Regions from separate parts of the Mus musculus genome. Here region 2 is linked to region 1. A link is a contact called in public HiChIP or PLAC-seq data. All regions are on one chromosome and are shown on one strand. Each heading gives the region's core, a stretch centred on a gene start, on an enhancer-like site or on the middle of the called end of the contact. The rest is flanking DNA. Distances are from core to core; before and after follow the strand shown.

Region 1 (5,435 bases), core at 2,281-4,780:
GCACTCTTAAGGAGTACCCACTGTGTGTTGTGCTTATGTCTATATGGTCTTAGGAAGCACCTACTGTGTGCTGTGTTGACTCATATACATACTTACGGAATGCCCACTGTGCGGTGGGTCCTGTAGATTCAGTCCTCATTGGGGACAGAGAAACCATCAGCCCCGTAGGGATGCTAAGCTTAATGGAGAAGACAGATACAAACGCAGACATCAGATAGAAACCCCAGAAACTGCAGGATTCCAAGAGGGGCAGAGAAGCTGGCTGTGGGTACCCAGCAGAGCCAGAGTCAGGGTGACACAAGAGGTTCTCAGAGAGCAAATTTTAAGGAATGCCCATTAGTACTGTCCTCAGAGAGTCTTGGCTCTGTTACTGGTAAGGTTTTAGCACCTGCTTGTCTGAGGAGAAGAAACTTTGCAGCTCTGTCGCTTGTCCATTCTCCTGGTATAAAGACTTCCACAAGGGCTCTCAGCCCTCAGACCCAGGTCCCTGAAGAGATGCTCACCTGGGCTCCCACACATTGGCAGAGCTGCTATTAAACCAGGCATGCCACAGCAGTGACGTTCGCACTGCAGAGGTAGTGACAGAGGAACATAAAGGAGAGATGTGAATGACCATGTCACAGGCAGAGCTGAGGACAGGTTCTTAGTGAACTGGGCCATCGGACATTGCAGTTATAACTCATGCTGATACATCAAGCGCAATGAATTAAAAGGCAGCTTCGATTGCTCAGTGGCCCTGGACACATTTTCAGAGGGTGGCTGTCATACCAGGTCCAATGTCTTGCTTGACAGAAGGGAATGGAGGACAGGAAGACAGTATCAGAAGGTCTGACATAGGAGGTGAAAGGTCATGGGAATTGAACTCCCCCAGTTTCTAGTTTCATCAGGAAGGGTCTGTGGAATTTACAGCCCTGGTCCCCAGTGAGTGCTCAATGCATGTGCCCAGCATTTTGGGTCATATTCTAGGGTGTACCTATCCACACACAACCCTATTTGTGACAAGATAAGATAGCTGTGACAACTATTGGAATAAGTGTTTAGGTGCCTAGAGACAGGGGGTCTAGTTCCAACTGAGACCCCAGGCCAGAAGGGGTGTTTCATCAACATGAAAGAACTGATCAGCTCCAGGCTAGCAAAGTGGGCGGAGCCAGAAAAAATGCTTGCTGCTAGGCCTGACTGTAGCCGGACTTTGCCTATTTTGTGAGGTCTTCTTTCTTCCACCGTTCTCCACCCCTTTCCTTCCACCCTTTCAACCCCCTAACACTACATAGTAGAGAAAAACGGGTAGAGGGAAAAGGGGTGACATCATTAGATCACTTCCTGCTGACTAGGAGTGAGGAGTTTCTTGGGACAAGTATATCATCTTTTCCAACAGGATATCTAATTTCTTCTTTCTTCTTCGGGCACCGTACTTAACAAAGGGTGACCAACAATGACCTATAGCGACCAAGACCAACTAACATCCCACCACACCTCTCAGGACCCTGGCATTTATATACCCTCTGCAAAGTCCCCAGCATTCCAAACATCACACAATCACAGAAACTATCTGCAGCTGGCACAATCACTCCTCTGCTAGAGCACGAGGCAAATCACAGCCAGCTGCTGTGGACAGTCTGAAGCAGCCCCATATCCCACTCCTGGGATTAAAACAAAAACATATTGTTACAATAGTTCTGTGTTTTGTTTTGTTTTGTTTTTAAAGAATCCAAAATGCCAACTTTGACACTACACCTGATGTCCTGAGTTCAACTCCTGGGGCCCATATGATGGAAGGAGAGGACTCCTTCAAGTTGCCCTCTTCCTTCTCCTCTCCCTCTCTCTCACAATAATACACACACACACACACCTCACCCATTAACTAACTAACTAACTAACTAACTAACTAACTAAATGTAAACATTAGATAAACAAACCAGCAGAACCTGTGGTTCTGCCCATGGAGCCCAGCAGTGCCCGGCTCATGGGAAGCAGGCAAAGTTTCCCCAAACCCACGCTCTGTCTCCAACCCCCGCATCCTCATCTCGGTCACTTTCCAGTACTTCACAGCTCCTGTACATGCAGACACTGGGCCTCACTGTCCTTTTTCTCAGGGGCTTGCTGTTTGCAAAGGAAATCGAGAGGCCTATGTTTTTATTCCATCCTTAAATGCAAGCTCCCTCCAGAAAACCAGGAGGCAGAAGAGAAGTTGAAAAAGGAAGGAAAGAAACCATGTTTGGTACCAGCTGCCTGGACGGGCGCGTCCAGATGTTTTCTGTGTGCGTCTGCATCTGCGTCCAGCCTCACCAGGACAGTCAGCGTGTCTGCCCGGGGTCCTGCGTTCAGGCTGACCACTCCATGGCCTATTCCCAAGATTTCTTCATGCCCCCTGTAGTTTGATTCTTTTTTTAAAATTACATTTATTTATTAATGTATTATGTAGGGCAGGGTATGTAGGCCCCGTGGCATCCTGTGGAGATCAGAGAACAACTTGCTGGAGTTGGTTTTCTTCTTCAGCTGATGAGCTATCTCACAGGCCTGTGATTAACATTTTTGGGTCCAAAATATTTTTTTAACCTTTCATATTATTTCTTTGGGCTGGATTCCAAGAAGTGGCATTACTGATAATGTGCAAAAGGTTCTTCGTATGGATTGCCAAATTATACTCCAGAAGGGCAGCGCTGTCTCGCCTCCACCCCTCCTCCCATCTCTGTCTCTGGTCTTCTCCCCCAACCCCACCCTGCCCCGTCCCCTTGGCAGGTGTGCCCACGGCTTGTTTGATCTTCCTCAAATCCCTACAACCTTTGTGAAGTCTGGAAACCAAGCTGACACACTTCACACTGAAGTAAGAAAGACGTAGGAGCCTACAGAGGGCTCCCCAGCACTGCCGGCTGTGGGGTCCTCTAGCCCGTGTCTTCTCCATTCTAACACGGTTTAGTAGTGACAGGTGAGAGAGAAGCAAACCGAAAGGATGAAATACAAAGGAAAAGTACACGCCAAAGAAGAAAGACGGTAGAAAACACGTGCTCTGTGGCGGGAGGCCGAGGAGGGACCTAGAAGGTGGCGAGAAGAGAACAGCAACAGGAGCGCTCAGAAAAGGAAGTCCGCTATCCCGGACACCCAAGATGGCCCAACTGGAGACAAAGTGAAACCAGCCCGGAGTTGAAGGCGCGGGCAGAAGAGGGGTGCGTAAAACAGGGACCGCCTGGCATTGCGACCTCTCCATGACCAGGAGAGACACAGTCTACGAGCTGGCGTGAAAGCGGGCAGCGGCTCGCTTGGAGTGTAGTTCTTGGACTGAGGGGGCAACACGAGAAAGGAGCCTTAAGCATGGAAAGAGCCGCCCAAAGCAGGCAATTAGCATCTCCCACCGTGGGGTCGCAGGAGCATCGTGCAAAATTACGTATCCAACTCCAGGAGTCCCTAGCGCCCGGCATACTCCGTGCACCCCGCACATCGAGTGCACTCAGCAACGGAGTGCACGCCACATCATCTCGCACACCAAGGGATTGCAGGCAGCTCAGCTGCGCAGCAGCCCATGACGATCCCAGATACTAACGCTAGAGGGAGCGCAAGGGTTGTCGTGCCTTGGGGTCCTGGACCATCCGGGCAGCCTGTAGGGTGCTGGGCTGCTCAGGGGTGCAGGGGTGTGGATGAGGCCCCGAGTGGCTGATGGGGGGGGGGCGTGCAGAGAGTTGTCGAGTGCCTTACTTGATGTTACACACAAGCCGTGTGAAACAGAAACTGGGCAAAGGAGGCAGGGCATACTGGTGCCCCCCCCCAACCTCCAACTCTGCTCCCCGGAACTTTTTAAGGGGGGGAAATAATCCGATCCCATCTGCACTTACCTCGTCACCTAACATGGGGGAGGGGAGGGGTAAGGGCGCGCGCACACACACACACACACACACACACACTCCACTTTCGAGGGGCGGGGGTGGTGGGCAGGCAAACTTTAAAAGGCTTTTAAGCAAAAAAAAAAAAAAAAAAAAAAAAGGAAAACGAGGTTGCACGAGGCTGAGGTACTTGAAATGATTTTTGTGTTGCAAATTGCTATGCTTTTACTGAGGGCTGATGAAAATAAATGAAGCGCCTCTCCCTCTTTTTGCTAATAAATGAAATGAAAAAAAAAAGCACCATTATTATGCCACCTGCTTCTAATTCCTAATTGTGGTAACTTAATTTTCGGATTGTTGTAACGGCTTGCTACCGCAGGCGCCCGAGCAAAAAGAAAAAAAAAAAGTATGGAAGGCCGGTTGGGTCTCTTTTGGCAGATGAGGTAGACTACGTGCAGGTTGGGTTTTTTATTTGCTTCTCGCATTGAGATTTACATATTGTATATTGGGAGGAGATCATCCAGCACTTTCTTCAGCAGCCCGAGGGGTGCTCGGGAGGAGGGAAGAGTCTGAGGTACTCCCTCAGCAGTGGCCGTGACAAAGTCCACGTTCCCCCCACCCCCACCCCGCCCCCCGCACTGAGATTGAATGTTGTTTTCTCTAAAAGAAGGAGGAAGTGTTTCTATAAACTGGTCCCTGGCTGCCTTCTACGAACCTTAAAGCCCTTAGAGACGCGGACTGGACTTGGTGGTGGGTTCCTCTGAATGGCGACCCTATTACCAGCTGAGCTGAGATACCCCTTTGGTTCCTTGCTCCCTGCTTGCTCCCTATACCCTGAAACACCTTAGGCAGAGTCCTGATATAAAAATTCTCCTGTCAAACGGACGTGAGCAGATCCACAACACAATAACTTCACCCAAGTCAAGGGTCCTGTTTTTACCATTGTAACCTAATTCCAAGTTCAAACTAAGAATTTTTTTTTTAAGTTCTGGGGTTATCAGGCATATTGGAAATCATCTGAAGGGTACATGTTTTCGATACTGTGATAAAAGGGTAGATTACTTCTTTAATCTACACATACACACACACACACACACACACACACACACACACACACACACTGGTTTATAAGCTAAGTCCATATCTAAGAAGAATAACAGTTGAAGCCAGAAAAACCTGCCAGAAAGAGAGCAAACACCTTCTCTGGCGAAATCAATTTAAACTCTGACTGTCATGGCCTCCTGGCTCCTGAGAATCTCACACTGGGGACCATTGTCCTTTATGCCTGTGATAGAAATAGGCTGTACAATGTGGGTTGAATTGCATTAGAGTCATTTCAGAAGAGAGAGATGTTTATTGTCTATAGAAAACAGCCAGACTTGCCACCCGGCTGAAACTATCCTGTGAGTGCTGCAGTGACTCTGTTGATGATAAAACCCAACTCTAAGGGAAGAGACCAGGAGCCAGCGTGGACCAGAAGACAGGCAGTGCAGCCCAATTCTAAACATAAGAGGATCCAAGGAGGGGATGCAGAGAGGCCATCGATGAATGGAGACCGAACGGAAGAAAAACATTTGTGAATGAGACTTAATGGGGCCCGGCGGCAGGTGCTGTTTAAAT
Region 2 (6,148 bases), core at 3,436-5,935, 350 kb before region 1:
AAAAAAATCAAAAACCCAGACAGCACGAATAATGACAAGGAGCGCCTTTCAGACGACTGCGACAGGCAGAAAGTTGTGCTCCCAACAAAAGCAGTGCACAATGGTGAGCGCTTCTGTGAATAGGGACCGTGTCTGTCTGACTTTGTGTAGCGTGCCACAGACTGCCAAGTACCTGTGGGCGCTTAATACATGCCTTTGAAGAAAGTTGAATGCTGTCATTATTAGATCTGCCATAATGGTTTTTTAGTGAATGAACCTTCCTTATCAATCTTGTAAACACAATTTCAATAGTATTAATTCCACCACCTCTATCCTGAGTACTTTACTCGATACTGGGTCCTCAAACCCTGTCAAAAAAAATAATGCCTTTGATTGTATTTATTTATTATTTATTTATTTTGCAGTGTCACATGCCAGAATGAAAGGGAACTTAGCTTATATTCCATGTTCTCAAAGAGCCGAGGTGTAAAGGTTCATAAAGAGTCTAACAGGATTGTTTACCAGTTCCCAGTCCATGGCCACATTCTTGTTTTGCACACCATGTTGAAGGCATCTTTCAAAATGCTATTTGAGATTAAAAAATATAATGATCTTTATAACATTTAAACCAAACCAAAGGGCAGCTGTTTTAGAAGTAGATGCTTTCAAGGATTAACCCTTAACTGTGAACTAATTTAACTCTACCAGAGAAGAAATGCCTGAAACAAAGTGAGCACAGAGCGCAGAAACACCCCCACACACACACACACTCAGGAGTCACTTTGTAGACACAAAACGATGCCTGTCATCTTGGGTTTCAAAGGTCAATTCCTAACCCATGACCTCTTTGACCTTCAAGGTGTGCTGGCTAGTTTGATGTCAACTTAACACAAGCTGGAGTTATCCGAAAGGATGGAACCTCAATGAAGAAAAGACTTCTATCAAACTGTAGATTCAGTTTGGGGGTAGACGTTTAGTGGTCTGAGAGGGTGTAGAGGACCCAGAAACAGAACACAAAGCCTCATAAGGGAGACAGACCAAGGTCAGAAACCAGCAACACAGGCAAAGGCCACTCCAAGACAGTCACGAGATCACGTGGGCAACAGAATGCAGGGAACAGAGGACGGTAGGGGCCAGAGGGACAGGTGTTGCCTTTATGGAGGGCTCAAAGGCTGTGACAAGAAGGTGCCAGGGGTGGGCAGAGGCTCTCTGGGCAAGGAGACTGAACATGGTACACCCAGACTAAAGGAATAAGTGTCCTAGTGAGACCCCCACGAGAAGTGGGCCCATGGTAAGCTCTGGTCAGAGGAAGAAAAGTTTGTATCCCACAGTAAAGCCTAGGCTTGACCTGCTACAAGGGCATATGCTATGGAGAGCATAGTAGGCTCTTTAATTAGTATACACGTGCATTGTGTGGCTCACGGTAGTCGCTCACTGCTTAAGTTCTTGGGGTGTCGCTACCTATGTGAAGCTACCAGTGACTCAAAATGGGGTAGATCCAATAGACCCAGAGGTTAACATGTCTTTAACCATCTCTTTGAGAAAATTATTTTCAAATGGCTAGGCTTCTGCAGGCATGGCTCTGGAGCTTAAGGTCCTGGACATGGTAACTCTGTACTGGAACAAGATATACCAAAAAAGATGCTGTCAGATGAATCAGAAAGGGGGGGGGGGGCAGGTTTCAATTCCTGCAGCAGAGTTGCTCTTGGCTGAATGGCCTTATATGAAGGAGCTGACACATCTGTTTATCACCCCCAATTGCTGAGTGAGTGTACGGAAGTTCTTTTGCCTCTTTGAACCCATGGTAGAGCCTAGCAATTATCTTCCATGAGGTCAGTTCTGAGAAAACTCAGGGTGACTGATGCTTCATGACCTCTGACCCTCGATGTCTCCAGTACCAGACTCTTGTCAGGGTTCCCAGAACACGAACCAATTATGAGTGTTAGGAACAGTGCCCACTGTGGGTCAAGGAGAGGGAGGAAATGCATCCCTCGGGGATTGGGGGGGAGAGGCAATAGGCTAGACAGAGTTTGAGAACGGGGAGAGAAATACAGGGAAAAAGAGAGTGAGAAGGCAAGAAGGCGGGAGTGAGGGAAGACAGGGTCAGTAAGGAGCCCTCCCCTGCTCTTAGGCAGCTCGTGGGTCTGAAGAGAAGCAGCCATGTTGTGACCCTGTGGAACACTGCCTTAGCGGGCACTAAGGAGTATCTCATCTAATCCAAAGGCTCCAGAGGGTAAAACCACACTGCCACCTCTGCTAGACAAACGAGGCTACTGTTGTTGAGTGACGAGGGTCAGAATAGGAGCCCAGGCAGTGTGACTACAGATGCCACAAGAACGGGGAACATCAAAATGTGGTTGTGGCCAGGGCCACACTTAAAGCAAGAACAGGAGGGAAAACATGAGGGGAAATGACCCAACTCCTGCGTGAGCAGGGAAGGGTGCAGAGAGGAAGGCTTAAGAAGTACCTTAAAAAATATATGGCTGCTTGCTATTCAGGTGAAGAGCAGAAAGCATCGCAGAAGGAAACAGAAAGTACTAGTTACTGAAAGCCAGTCTGCCATTTGTGTGGGATGCGTCCATCCAGGCCATCTGGACAGGGATCTCTGAAGAGCTGGCTGCCGGTGACACCATCATCTCTGGAGCAGGCACTCAGAGCTGCTTCGAATGGCTCCCACTGTTACAGCGGTAATAAGACCCAGAGCGGGGCTGGAAGCTTCCTTTGAGAGTCATTCTTCAGGAGTCCAAGGGAGGCGAACGAAAGAGAAATTAAACACAATGCTGTGTCACGAACTTTGACCTACGTGTCAACTTAGAATTTCAAATAAAATTAGAAGATTTTTCTAATAATTATATGGGATGGCAAATAAGGTCCAGGGGCAAGCACATGTGGCAAAAAGTGACTAATTGTATTTTGCAAAAAGGCAACGGGTGCTGACCCTTCCCGGGATAATACTGCACAGAAGCCAGAGAAGAGGAAAGGTTACCAGCAGTTAATGTTAAATAGTGATCCATCCGCCACACACACCCCCACCCGCTCCTCCATATTCATAGGAAACAACCACCATCCATATTCATTGCCTGAGAAAGAGTTTTAAAGTAGCAAACATGCGCTTGGAAGGCTTCAGTTCTAATCAGAGCGCTTCCCCTTGATGGCCGCCATAGGCTTTCCTGCCAAACTCAAAATTAAAGTAAACTAATAAGGAAAAAAGGGGGTGTGTGCAACAGTACAGGAATAGTCTCCCTTAAGAGAGACAAGGGTGCCTGCTGTCAGGGGTCATCAGCTGGGGGCTTCTCAGCTGTGCACAAGAGCATCCCGGTGCTGCTCTGAACTGGGATCCCAGCTACCCCATCGGAGCCAAGCTTCGTCACAACTCTATGCCTCCATTTCCTCTGTAGCATGGCCTAACAACAGGCCCTGCCTCAAAAGAGAAAATTCAGAAAGCCACATTTCCGTCCATGGGCTCTGAATGGCAGTTTCTGGGCTTATGTCCTTGTCTTAGTAGTTCTGTAGGAAAACAGAAGTTAGAATTGAGAGAGAGACAGAGACACAGAGAAATAGAGACAGAGACATAGAGGCAGAACCACAGGCACCTAGAAGGAGAGATTTACATATGGTGGAGGATACAGGGAACCCAAGACACTCACTTCATTCCATGTGGTGTTCGCCTTGCCCTCTCCCCCACCCACACCGGGCCCTGAAGGCACCAGAGAGACTCAAAAGTCGATTTTCTCTGAAATGGAACCCACCCCAGTAACATGGGCAGGAAGGCAGGAAGTTGAGCAGAGCGCAGGCAGGTGTCTCACAGATTGTGATCTGAGAGCCCTCCCCTGCTGCGGGGGTCGCTTGCGCCCCCGCGCCCAAGCTCTGCGATCAGGGAGATTAGGGCCGCACTAGGCAGAAGGGCAGATTCAGAAAGGAAATGCGACGAAAGCGAAGAAACAAAAAGGAAGCTGAAAACAGTTCCGCGCCCAAAAGAAAAAACACCACAGGGCGCTCGCTCCGGAGCCTTGGGACATCGCGAGTCCCGCCAGGCTGGTGGCCTGTGATTACCTCTGTCCCCCAGCCACCGAGTCTGCGGAGGGGGGTCTGCTATGAGCAAAGTGAAATCTGTTTAAATCGGGTTGCTCTTTGGAGAAATAGCATTTGGGAAAGTGCAAGCGCTCTGCGGAATTCGGGACTTGTCCAAGGGTGGCGCTGAACCTGGTGGCTAGGAAACTCGGGGTGTGCACCCCCAGCCCGTGAGGCCCTGTGATGAGAGATAGCATTGACGAATCCGAGTTGAGGGTGAGAATCACCCCAACACCACCTCCCAGGGACCACAGGTCTCCCTGAAGGTCAAGGGTTCCCGGGTCAGCCTGGCAGAGCCTCCCAAATGAAATGATTCCCCAAGGAGAGGGCCAGCAGCCAGCACTGCACTACAGCGCTGCCGCTGCTGGGAAAGTGGGCAATTGCAGACAGACCAACCACCGACTAACCCAGAGTCTGGCTTCCTAAGCCATTTAAAGTCCTGCTGTGCTTTTGTTGTAAAGTTCTTCACAGCCACCGAGTAAAAATTTAAAAATAAAAACGTAATAATAATAATACATAACAAAAATAAGAAGAAAAAAATTTTTGAAAGCATGCAAAGCGGTCTTTAAAGGGAAACCCACATCACCATTTCCTCTTGGAGCCCCACCCTTCTGGAAGACCTAAAGATGGCTGCACCCAGCCCTTGCCTTTCTGCTGCTCCCTACGCTACCCCTAGGACTCTGGGTTTTCTTGAGGGTTTATTTTGTTTTCCTTTGGTTTTTAAGGCAAGGCAGGAGTCTGTCCAGCAACAGGTGGCTGCTTGTGCTGCAGGCGGCTGCCCTCCTTGTCCTGGGCAGCAGCGGGGAGCAGTTTTGCTATGTCCTCTGTTGGGTTTTCCTGTAATTCCCAGGACCCTCCTGCCCTTCCGTATTCTGTTGAGAATGGGCATGAACCAGATTCCTGGAGTCATATAAAAACTCCGTTATGGTTTACAAACAGCTTTGAAACCATAAGAAATTAATTTTTTTAATTACAATTTTGTTCCAGCCAAACAGGGACCCGAAACATTAACTTTCTTTACCAACCAAGGGTGTGCGATGAAATCGCCCAGCTGACCGAGGAAGCAAAAGGTTTATAAATAAACGCTTCCAACTGACGCCAGCATGCAGAGGCACCGCAGAGCTGGCCGGGCAGAACCTTTTCACCTTGGTTACTGTCAGGAGATTGTGTGGCATGGCCACAAGCGGACATCCTGGGACTTTGTTCCATATATAACCAGGAATAAATGTCTGTCCTGACTCCCTGGGTTCCTTCAGTTACTGTGAGACAGATCAGACAGGCCAGCACTCAGCATCTTTGTGACAGATTAAATAGTGATCCGATCAGGCCTTGACCAGATTCTTGGGTACTGATGCTGCCTTTTGTAACAGTGGAGGCTCAATATTCTCTGTCTTATTCTCAGCCCAATGCTATAGATGATCAAATGTGATTAAAAAAAAAAAAGAGTAGAGACACCAAACCTCGCTCCGGCTGAGAACCCGCAGAATCGGGGTACTGAGGCCCTTGCAGCATCCCACACAGGTGTGTGGAGTTCCCCCAGTTCTTCACGTTATCAACCTTGGACTGGTGCTCCCGTTCTGTTGTAGTTCCACCTCCACCTCCCTCCACCCCCGGGGGGACTTAAAACTTGCTTTTCTGAGCCTTTGATTAAATGGCATGTTTTGAGACGTTCCCTTCCCCATGCCGGTCAATAATAACTGTGCGGGGCTTTGTGGGAGGCCCCTTGGACGCAGCAGTTGAAAGGCGGGTGTTACAGTCAGATGTGCAGGTCCAAGCGGAGGTCGTGCCTCTGTGACTGTTGGAAGCTGTGCGAGATCACAGCTTCTCCCATCAAAGTTTCTCCATTCTCTGGCAGCCAAGCTGCAGCGCCTCAGAAAACTTGGCCTGACATTACCCTGTTGCTGGGGAGGAAGCTCCGGAAATTTTCCACCATGTTTACCGGCACCTTGTGAGAGGCAGGATAACCGAGCACACCCGGCAGAGAAGCTGGAGGTTTCCGTAAACGGAAGAACGGCACCAATAACAACAACGACGATGAAAACCAAAACAGCAACAACAAAAAACAAATAAGAACAAAAGGAAAACAGACAGACGCTTT

Evidence for each region. HiChIP or PLAC-seq counts read pairs in DNA pulled down with a chosen protein or histone mark.
Region 2: an H3K4me3 HiChIP or PLAC-seq map of forebrain shows a contact between it and region 1, with 6 times the contacts expected there. The contact joins two enhancer-like sites. A contact is called at or near these places in 2 of 115 datasets of contacts at active chromatin or transcription factors (embryonic stem cells and forebrain).

What each region holds. Positions count from the first base shown.
Region 1 is chr12:105,960,951-105,966,385 of GRCm38.p6, reverse strand. No RefSeq gene overlaps it. Among named protein-coding and RNA genes, the nearest start is that of Vrk1, 47 kb to the left of the region's middle. Within about 2 kb of position 3,530, at least 119 of the 459 cell types and tissues checked have an H3K27ac peak or open chromatin away from gene starts, as enhancers often do. A contact at or near this core is called in forebrain, where this site is marked.
Region 2 is chr12:106,308,893-106,315,040 of GRCm38.p6, reverse strand. No RefSeq gene overlaps it. Among named protein-coding and RNA genes, the nearest start is that of Gm24986, 91 kb to the right of the region's middle. Within about 2 kb of position 4,685, at least 73 of the 459 cell types and tissues checked have an H3K27ac peak or open chromatin away from gene starts, as enhancers often do. A contact at or near this core is called in forebrain, where this site is marked.